2 separate regions of the Macaca mulatta genome follow, and region 1 is linked to region 2. A link is a contact called in public Hi-C data. All regions are on one chromosome and are shown on one strand. Each heading gives the region's core, a stretch centred on a gene start, on an enhancer-like site or on the middle of the called end of the contact. The rest is flanking DNA. Distances are from core to core; before and after follow the strand shown.

Region 1 (3,815 bases), core at 1,037-3,536, 68 kb after region 2:
AAAACTTTTATCAAAAAACCCAACAGTGTTTAAAAAAATGCTATTCACTGACACTGAATCTAATCCTAAACTATACATAAACAAACATAAATGCTGATTAGCACAATCTGCAGGCAAAGTAACAAAGGATCACGAAAAATTCAATATTGTGTGCAGTGATGTTTCATCGATATGTATCTATTAAAATTCATCAGGCTTTAATGTAACTTTCACAAATAATCAAAATAAATATGGACAAGATAGGTTCTGTATTTGTCAAAAACGTGTGTTCCTGACGTTTATACCAAATCTTTGTTCGATCCTCAGTACACACGACTACCCTCCACCACAAAACGCTGCACTTCAAGACCTAAGGTACAACACAATTCTCAGTTTTATTTCACTTTTTTCCCTACTTATTTACGCGACTTCTCAGATCCAATGTTTGCTATTATGCTTCATAGCCAAACATTATGACTGTGAAACATACCTCCAAACCAAAAATATTAGTTTCCTTAAATCATCTGAAATGTATAGAACCAAGTCCAAAATAGATTTTGCACATTTCTTCAGTTTTACAGGGAATGCAGAAAGTGAATTAATATTAAACAGATATCTATTTGCCTTCACAACTGAACAGACGGTACAAAGCAACTGCTTATACTTAATCATGTTTCTGTCTATTCCAGCAGGCCCTGGTGTCAGGAGAACGTTCTGCCAGATAAGGACAATGAGATGCATTATTATATAGAGTGACTAAGAGCCCTACAAGTACTGTTTTAGAATGTAATTCCAGGCAGAAAGGCTGCGGTAAGAGGGCCTAATATTTTGTGATAACTATTTCCAAGAGTAAATATATTCGCCACCCAAGACCAGTTTATTAAACGCACACTACATTCAATTCTTTTCAAATGTCTTATAGGAGGGAAAAGCCTTTGTATCTTACTATGCCGGGGGAAATGAACAACTTGCAATTTGCTTCGCACTCTGAATCCCACGTTTGCAACATTTAGAGCAAGCACTTCAGACACCACAAAACAAGGGCAGCCTACATTACGGCCAAATATAGGATGTGTTTCTAAACCGTGATGCAGTAAAGCCTACGATTCCTTTTCCAGCGTTCAAAATTCTTTGAACACTCCCAAAAAAGGATGGCAGGGCCAGCGCCTCCCTCCAAGAGGAAGCCCCTTTCTTCTCGGCTCTCACCGCAGCCTGCCACTTCCCCCCACACATTCAAATCATTTGAGAGACGGAGAGCTGGGGAGCGTGCGCCGGTGGGGACAGGCGGGAGAGCTCGGTTTCTGCATTCCCACCCTCCACGTCTGACCTCATCCTCAATCATTTCGGCGCAGCGGGGCCCCACCTGCACCTCGCTCCCTTTTACTGCGTCCCTCGCCAGCTGCCCCGCTATTAGGGGAACACACCTCTGAATCACCCAGTTCACTCGGACGACAGTCTTCCGGCTTCGTTCCTCCCCTCCCAACCCCCAGCCAGTCCCAGCCCTCTGCTCCCTTGGCCAGGCTCAGCCTCTACCCAAGCCGCCCCCACCCACATTACTCCAGCTCCAGCCCTGCCCCGCCCTGCCTGACCCCCAACCGAGATCTGCAGGGCCCAGAGCTGGCCTCGCACCCAAAGCCAGGAAACCCGCAGGCCAGGCGGCCACCCTCGCCCCTCCCGACGCAGGGCCCAGCTCGCCTTGGCCCCACGTGAGCCCAGCCCCTGCCCGCCCCCACCCACTCGCTCCCTGGGGCGGCCCAAACCCAGTCCCCAGGCCTGAAGCCCCAGGGCTCTGCGCCTCGCCCGGAGCAGCCCTTCCCTCCCAGCACCTCTCCCGAGCAGGCGATCCCTGACCCCTAAAAGCCTTCCCTGGGCAGCCGCGTCCCACCTCGGCCGGCGGCTCCGCACCCGGCTAGGAGCGTTCCGGACCTCGAAAGCCTCCTCCCCACAGGGACCCTGCTTCACGCTTCCCACGCCACCTGGTTCGGTCCCCAACTCCGTTTCCCCGAGCCCCCGACAGCAGCCCCCAGCCTAACCCCTTGCACCCCAGCCCGTGAACCCGCGCCCCGCACGCCCACCCAGCCCTGTCCCCTCCACCCAGCCCTGCCCCTCGCCCCGCCGGCTCCTGTCAGCCCGCGCAGGCACAGGCTCAGAGGACAGGTCCGCCCGCCCGACTCGCTCTCAGGCTGCCCCGTCGGGCGCGCGCCGCTCACCCGGGCCGAGGTGCCTGAGGCGCCGCCGCCGAAGTCCCTGCTGCAAAGCAGGGCGAAGCCTCCAACCGCTGCCGCCTCCCGCCTGGCACTGAGCGCTGTGAGGGGGAGGGGCGCGGGCAGCCGCCCCCGCCCCCGCCACCGCGTGTAGGCCCCGCCCCCGCACCGCGCGGGGCCCAACCAGGGCTGCCGGGCTGCGGCACGCCACGCCCATTTCCGGGAGGGGAAGCCCGCTTCCCACCCCACGTTCCACGCCTTGCTACGCCCCCTCTGGTCGTGCCGAGGGATGCAGACGGTGCCCAAGCGCACGCCCAGCTCTCCAGTCATCTGAGTGGCCAGAGGGCCACGCCCACAGGCGCCTCTGAGCCACGCCCACTGCTCCTTAGACCCCGGAGCCGGGTTGTTAGAGCCCCGCTCACTGACCCGCTAGGCTCTGCGAGGCCACGTCCCCTAGCTCCTCAAAGATTCCCCCAGAATCCCTTAATACAGGAACATTAGCTCTTCTGAGCCCCGCGCACTGCCTATCCAAGTCCTTAAAGCAGCCTCCTGGTTCCCTAAGCCCGGCTGCCCTCCCACTGCTTCAGAACTCGCCCAGCAGCCTCACAAAGCCCCGCCCCGTCTTCCAGAAGCCCCGCCCAAGGACTGCAACCCTATTCCTAGCATCTCAAGCCCCGCCCACTGCCCGATCTCAACGTTTAAACCTCAAGCCCCGCCCCGAATTCGCGAATCCACGCCTCTGGCCCCCGAGGCTCCGCCCTGGCTCCGTCACACACTCCCACCACCTCCCCTGAGGACTGCCGAAGTTCCAGCCCTCCCTGAACCGTCCATTGTCACATTCCTAGTGCAGGGTGTCCGCCCCTGGGCTGGGCCACACCCACGTAACACCAAAGAGGGCCCGTGATTGACCCCATTTCGCAGGTGAGGGAATGGAAACTTCAGGGTTCCTCCCTTCCTTTCCCTGGCCGGAGTCCCTTAATAACTCGGCGGCCCGGGCCTGAAAGTCGGAGCACAGGAATTTGAGCCTCAGCTCTGCTGCCGTCAGACTGTGTGACCTGGGATAGTTCTCTTACCTCTCTGGGCCAGAGTTCCCTAATCTTTAGCATGAAGAAATTGTCCTGTTAATAGCCAAAATCCGTTTCTGAAATACTAAGCTCTGAAATACCGAGATTTGAGAAAACAGAGCCTGGGGAACCGAATTGACTGAGGGGTAGGGCTACTTGTTTCCCAAACAAGACATCTTTGCCATTCACAGGGGGATTTTTTTTATTTTAAGCGTCGGCCTCAGAAACGTGTGTTATTTAAATCAGGCTCGACCTGAACTAAGACAGCTATCACAGCAAATTCTCTCTTAGGGTCAGTTTCTTTATCTGTAAAATGGGGATAATAACAGCCCCTCCCTCACAGGGTTCCATGAGAGCATATTAGCAGCCATGATCATGGCATTACTTTTTGCCATTAAAAGGAATGGCAAAAACCGCGATTACTTTTACACCAGGATAATAGTAATAGGCTTAGAAGGGTTCCTGGCTTGTAATAAACCCTCGACAGTCCCTGTTGCTGCTACTGCTGGGACTCAAGAAAATGAAAGGTTGGGTTTTATTTTGCCTTCAAGCAGCCACTCCTAATAAG
Region 2 (3,909 bases), core at 808-3,307:
TTCAATCAAAGGACAAATAATCCAATTTAAAAACAGGCCAGTCATCTAAATAGACATTTAAGGAAGACATATAAATGGAGAAAAAGCACATGAAAAGATGTTTGGCATTATTAGTTATTACAGAAATGCAAATCAAAACCACAAGCTCTCTTTTCATGCCCATTAGAAACAAAAAGATAACAAGTGTTTATAAGCATGTGAAAAAATCAGAGCCTGTGTACATGGCTGGTGAGAATGTAAAATGGTACAGCCACCATTTGGTGGCAGACTTTGGAAAACAGCTTGGCAGTTCCTCAAATGATTAAACAGAGTTATCATATGACCCAGTAATTCCACTCCTAGGGATATACCCAAGAGTATGGAAACTATGTGTCCATGCAAAAACTTGTACAAGAATGTTCATGGAAGCATTATTTGTAACAGCCCAAAGGTGGAAACAACCCAAATATCCATCTATTGATAAATGGCTAAACAAAATGTGACATATTCATACACTGGAATATTATTTGGCCATAAAAAAGAATGAAGTATTGATACATGCTACAACATGAGCAAACTCTAAAAACATTGTGCAAAGTGAAAGCAGCCAGACATAGAAGACCGCATATTGCAGGATTCCACGTATGTGAAATGTCCAGCAGAGGCAAATCCATGAAGACAGAAAGTAGAATAGTGGTTGCTTAGTGTTGGGGAGTGTGGAGGGAGACAGGTAGAGGGGTGATAGCTAAAGGATTTGGGTTTCTATTTGAGGTGATGAAAATTTTCTATAATTGCCTGTGGTGATGGTTGTGAATATTCTAAAAATCAGTGAATTGTACATTTTAAATGAGTGAATTATATGTGAATTATATCTCAATAAAACTTGTGACTTAAAAAAATCCTCTTGACTGGTGAAGACATGCAGAAGACTCGCCATATCTTAACTGAGGACATGCCTGGGCACAGGGGGAGAAAGGGACAGGGAAAGTATGAGTGGAAGGAATGAAAGACTTTACGTTTAACAATGGAAGAGAAAGGTTTCAAAGGGTTAAGAAACAAACAACCTCTAAGAAAAGGGCTGAGTTACAGGTAAGCTGAGTAGCATCAAGAACCCTACAGAAGACCAGATATTAAATAGTATTTAAGCTTATGAAAAAGCTAACGTTTAAAATCATTATCTTCTACATGAAGATTAAAACAAGTAAATTTACCATCAGAAAATTATTTTGAGGAACTAGCTCATGAAAAATTTAAGAACTTGTCAGTGAAAAATCATGTTCAACACTAGAACACGTGAGAAACAGAATTTTCCTTTGTGGGAACTTTAAAGAAGGGACAAACAATTGTCTGTTTTCAATTGCTTAGTGGAAGGCAGAGATCTAGACTGGATGAGTGTTTAGGGTTCAGCTCAGTTCAACTGTCCTGCAAAAAAATGAGAAAAGTTTGCCATTCTGAAGAGTGGGAAAAGGTCATGAGTTGAGTGATTTGTTCATTTTTACAGCTCAATTCTGCCCAGACTAAATATAACCCCTTATGCAAATCATGGCAAAAATAAACCTGCATTTTGAGGGCCCAAGTTTAGAACATCACCTAATTTCCCCAAAGCCCCACCATCATTCAGCAAATTTTAAGCAAGGCAGGTGTGAACAAGCATAGAAGGAAAAGGATCCTCTGCGGAACAGACCTTGACCCAGGCCTCTTTCCCCTGTGGAGAATGTGGGCATCTGCTCTCCTCCAGCACTGCATGTCAGCTTTCATCCTGATATGCACTATTTTTGTTCAAGAATTTATGATTAGTGAAACAACTCCACATTGAACTTGACTATTTGAATATAAAGCAGGACTGACATTTTGAACAGAACACACAGAAAACAGTGACTATTAATTTGATCAAAGCATGAAGTCGACAGAAAAACAATTATGAAATGGGACTTTAGTGACTCAACAGGAAATGCATTTTGCAAGATGCACTGTGACCCCACTTAGAACTGACAGAGTGGTAATACCACCTTCGATCTCCAGATGGCACCCCAACCATGGCCTGCTGGGTTTCCTCGCAAGGACTGAAAACGCTTCTGTGTCTAACTCTGAGCACAGCCAGTGCGTTCTCCAAATCACTAATGAGATGTGGAGTGATGGGAGGCTTTGGTTATAATCAGCATTTCCAACCTTAAAATATGAGGGCAGAAGCAGAGCTCATAATGGGGACTCAACCTTTTCCTTTCTCTAGCTTCTCCCCATCATCTTTTCCTGGATTAAAAGAAAATTTTAATGATGAAGCAAAACATTTAATTTTTAAAATAAGGAAACTTTGTGTGTTCCTTCTTTACCTCACCTCCAGCTGGTTTAATGGTTCCCTCGGCTGGGTTTATGCACATAAGACAAGCACTTAACCCATTTTACTACCTTGGTTAACTCTTTCTTGTAACACGTTTAATGAGTTACAATAAATTTTCTTGTAACCCATCTAGTACTGGGTAACTAAATACAGGCCCTGCTCTTGAGAAGTTGATGGTCTAACAGAAAGCAGAGACTTCTATCAGACTGAAAATCAAAGACAACAAATCCAAGTGGTGTGATACAGAGGGTTAGAGAGTGAGCACCAGAGTCAGGCAGAGTCTGGTTCAAATCCTGCCTGGGCTACTTACTGTGATGATCCTGGCAAACATCACTGCATAGAGAAAACATTAGTACCTATGCCTGAGAAGTGTGCTAAGAGATTTAAGGAATTAACCCTCAGCACAGAGCCAGACACACACATAGTGCCTCCAGAATGCAGAGACAGTACACAGCAGGGCTGAGATGATGGGCTCTGGCCAGACTGATGTGACTGAATTCCTGATTCAGTCACATATCAGTGGTGTGACCTTGGGGACATTCACCTAACCTTTCCAGGACTTAATATTGAACCTGCCCTCTGTGAGGCGATTTGAAGACTAACATGGTGACATGAAACTGACACATTTAGAAGAATGCCTGGCGTAAGGCAGACACTGGGTGTTAGTTGTTATTATTGCCTGTATATTCACTAGGAGCCATACAGTGCAACCAGTGCTGTGCTGGCATAAGCCAACCGCACTACTATGAAATAAGCTTCCTGCTAAGCAAGCTTGGTTCACCAAGGAGGGCTCCCTGAGGAGGTGACCTCTAAGGATGAACAAGACTTAGGTGAAAGTAGAGAAGAAAATAAGGAGAAATTGAATATCCAGTCTCAAAATAAAAAACACAGATGTGTAGAACAATTTTCTAAAAAGTGCATGCAGCATTTAAACAATGCCATAAAGAAGCTGGCTCAGGAGCTGCTAGGGAAAAAGCATCAGAGTGAAAAAGCTAATAATACTGTAAGCACAAGGACTGCAATGTGAGAAGAAAGTTGAGTGAAAAAGTCTCTGATATGAAACGAGAAGACAATTGAATTCTTGCATCCACTGGTAAAGAGGGGATGGTGTTCTCTACAGTGGACTGTGGAAAGAGCTGGGGGCTTGGGGGCGGTCTGCAGGTCTTTCCACACCAGCATACATGTGCTCTGGCTGGCGCCCACAGGCCCTGCTCACAGGACTGTCATGATGTGGCTCTCTGCCCTCTTCAGGGTTGTCTGCTACTTCGGGTGACGGCTTGCAGGTTTGGACTGATGTTCCTGCAGCTCAGGGACAACAACAAACAGAAGCACCACTTGGTACATGTTTGGCCCTTTTGTATGTAATATGGGATGCTGGTCTGGGTGTCAGAAGACACAGGCTCCTGTCAGAGCTGGGACACTAATTGGTCATGTCAGCATTAAGGAGGGATTTCACTTCCGGGAGCCTGAATTTCCTTGATACTGGGGACAGCTGTGCTTACTCAGGGGTTACTAGAAGGGTTAAATGAGCTCAAACATTTTGCATGCCCCAAAACACTACCCTACTAGGAAATACTGCAATGAGGGAGAAG

The links. Hi-C and Micro-C count contacts between places; a contact is called where the count stands out from the background.
Region 1: a Hi-C map of fetal cortex germinal zone shows a contact between it and region 2, with 2.6 times the contacts expected there. The contact joins the promoter of CORO1C here to the enhancer-like site in region 2. A contact is called at or near these places in 4 of 14 Hi-C or Micro-C datasets (cortical neurons, fetal cortex germinal zone, fetal cortical plate and 1 more).

What each region holds. Positions count from the first base shown.
Region 1 is chr11:115,866,669-115,870,483 of T2T-MMU8v2.0, forward strand. CORO1C (coronin 1C) reads right to left here and starts at 2,287. Exons shown (of 11, transcript NM_001265934.1): 1 at 2,190-2,287.
Region 2 is chr11:115,799,219-115,803,127 of T2T-MMU8v2.0, forward strand. The region is part of intron 3 of CORO1C (coronin 1C); the gene reads right to left. Among named protein-coding and RNA genes, the nearest start is that of SELPLG, 31 kb to the left of the region's middle. Within about 2 kb of position 2,058, at least 5 of the 40 cell types and tissues checked have an H3K27ac peak or open chromatin away from gene starts, as enhancers often do. A contact at or near this core is called in fetal cortex germinal zone, where this site is marked.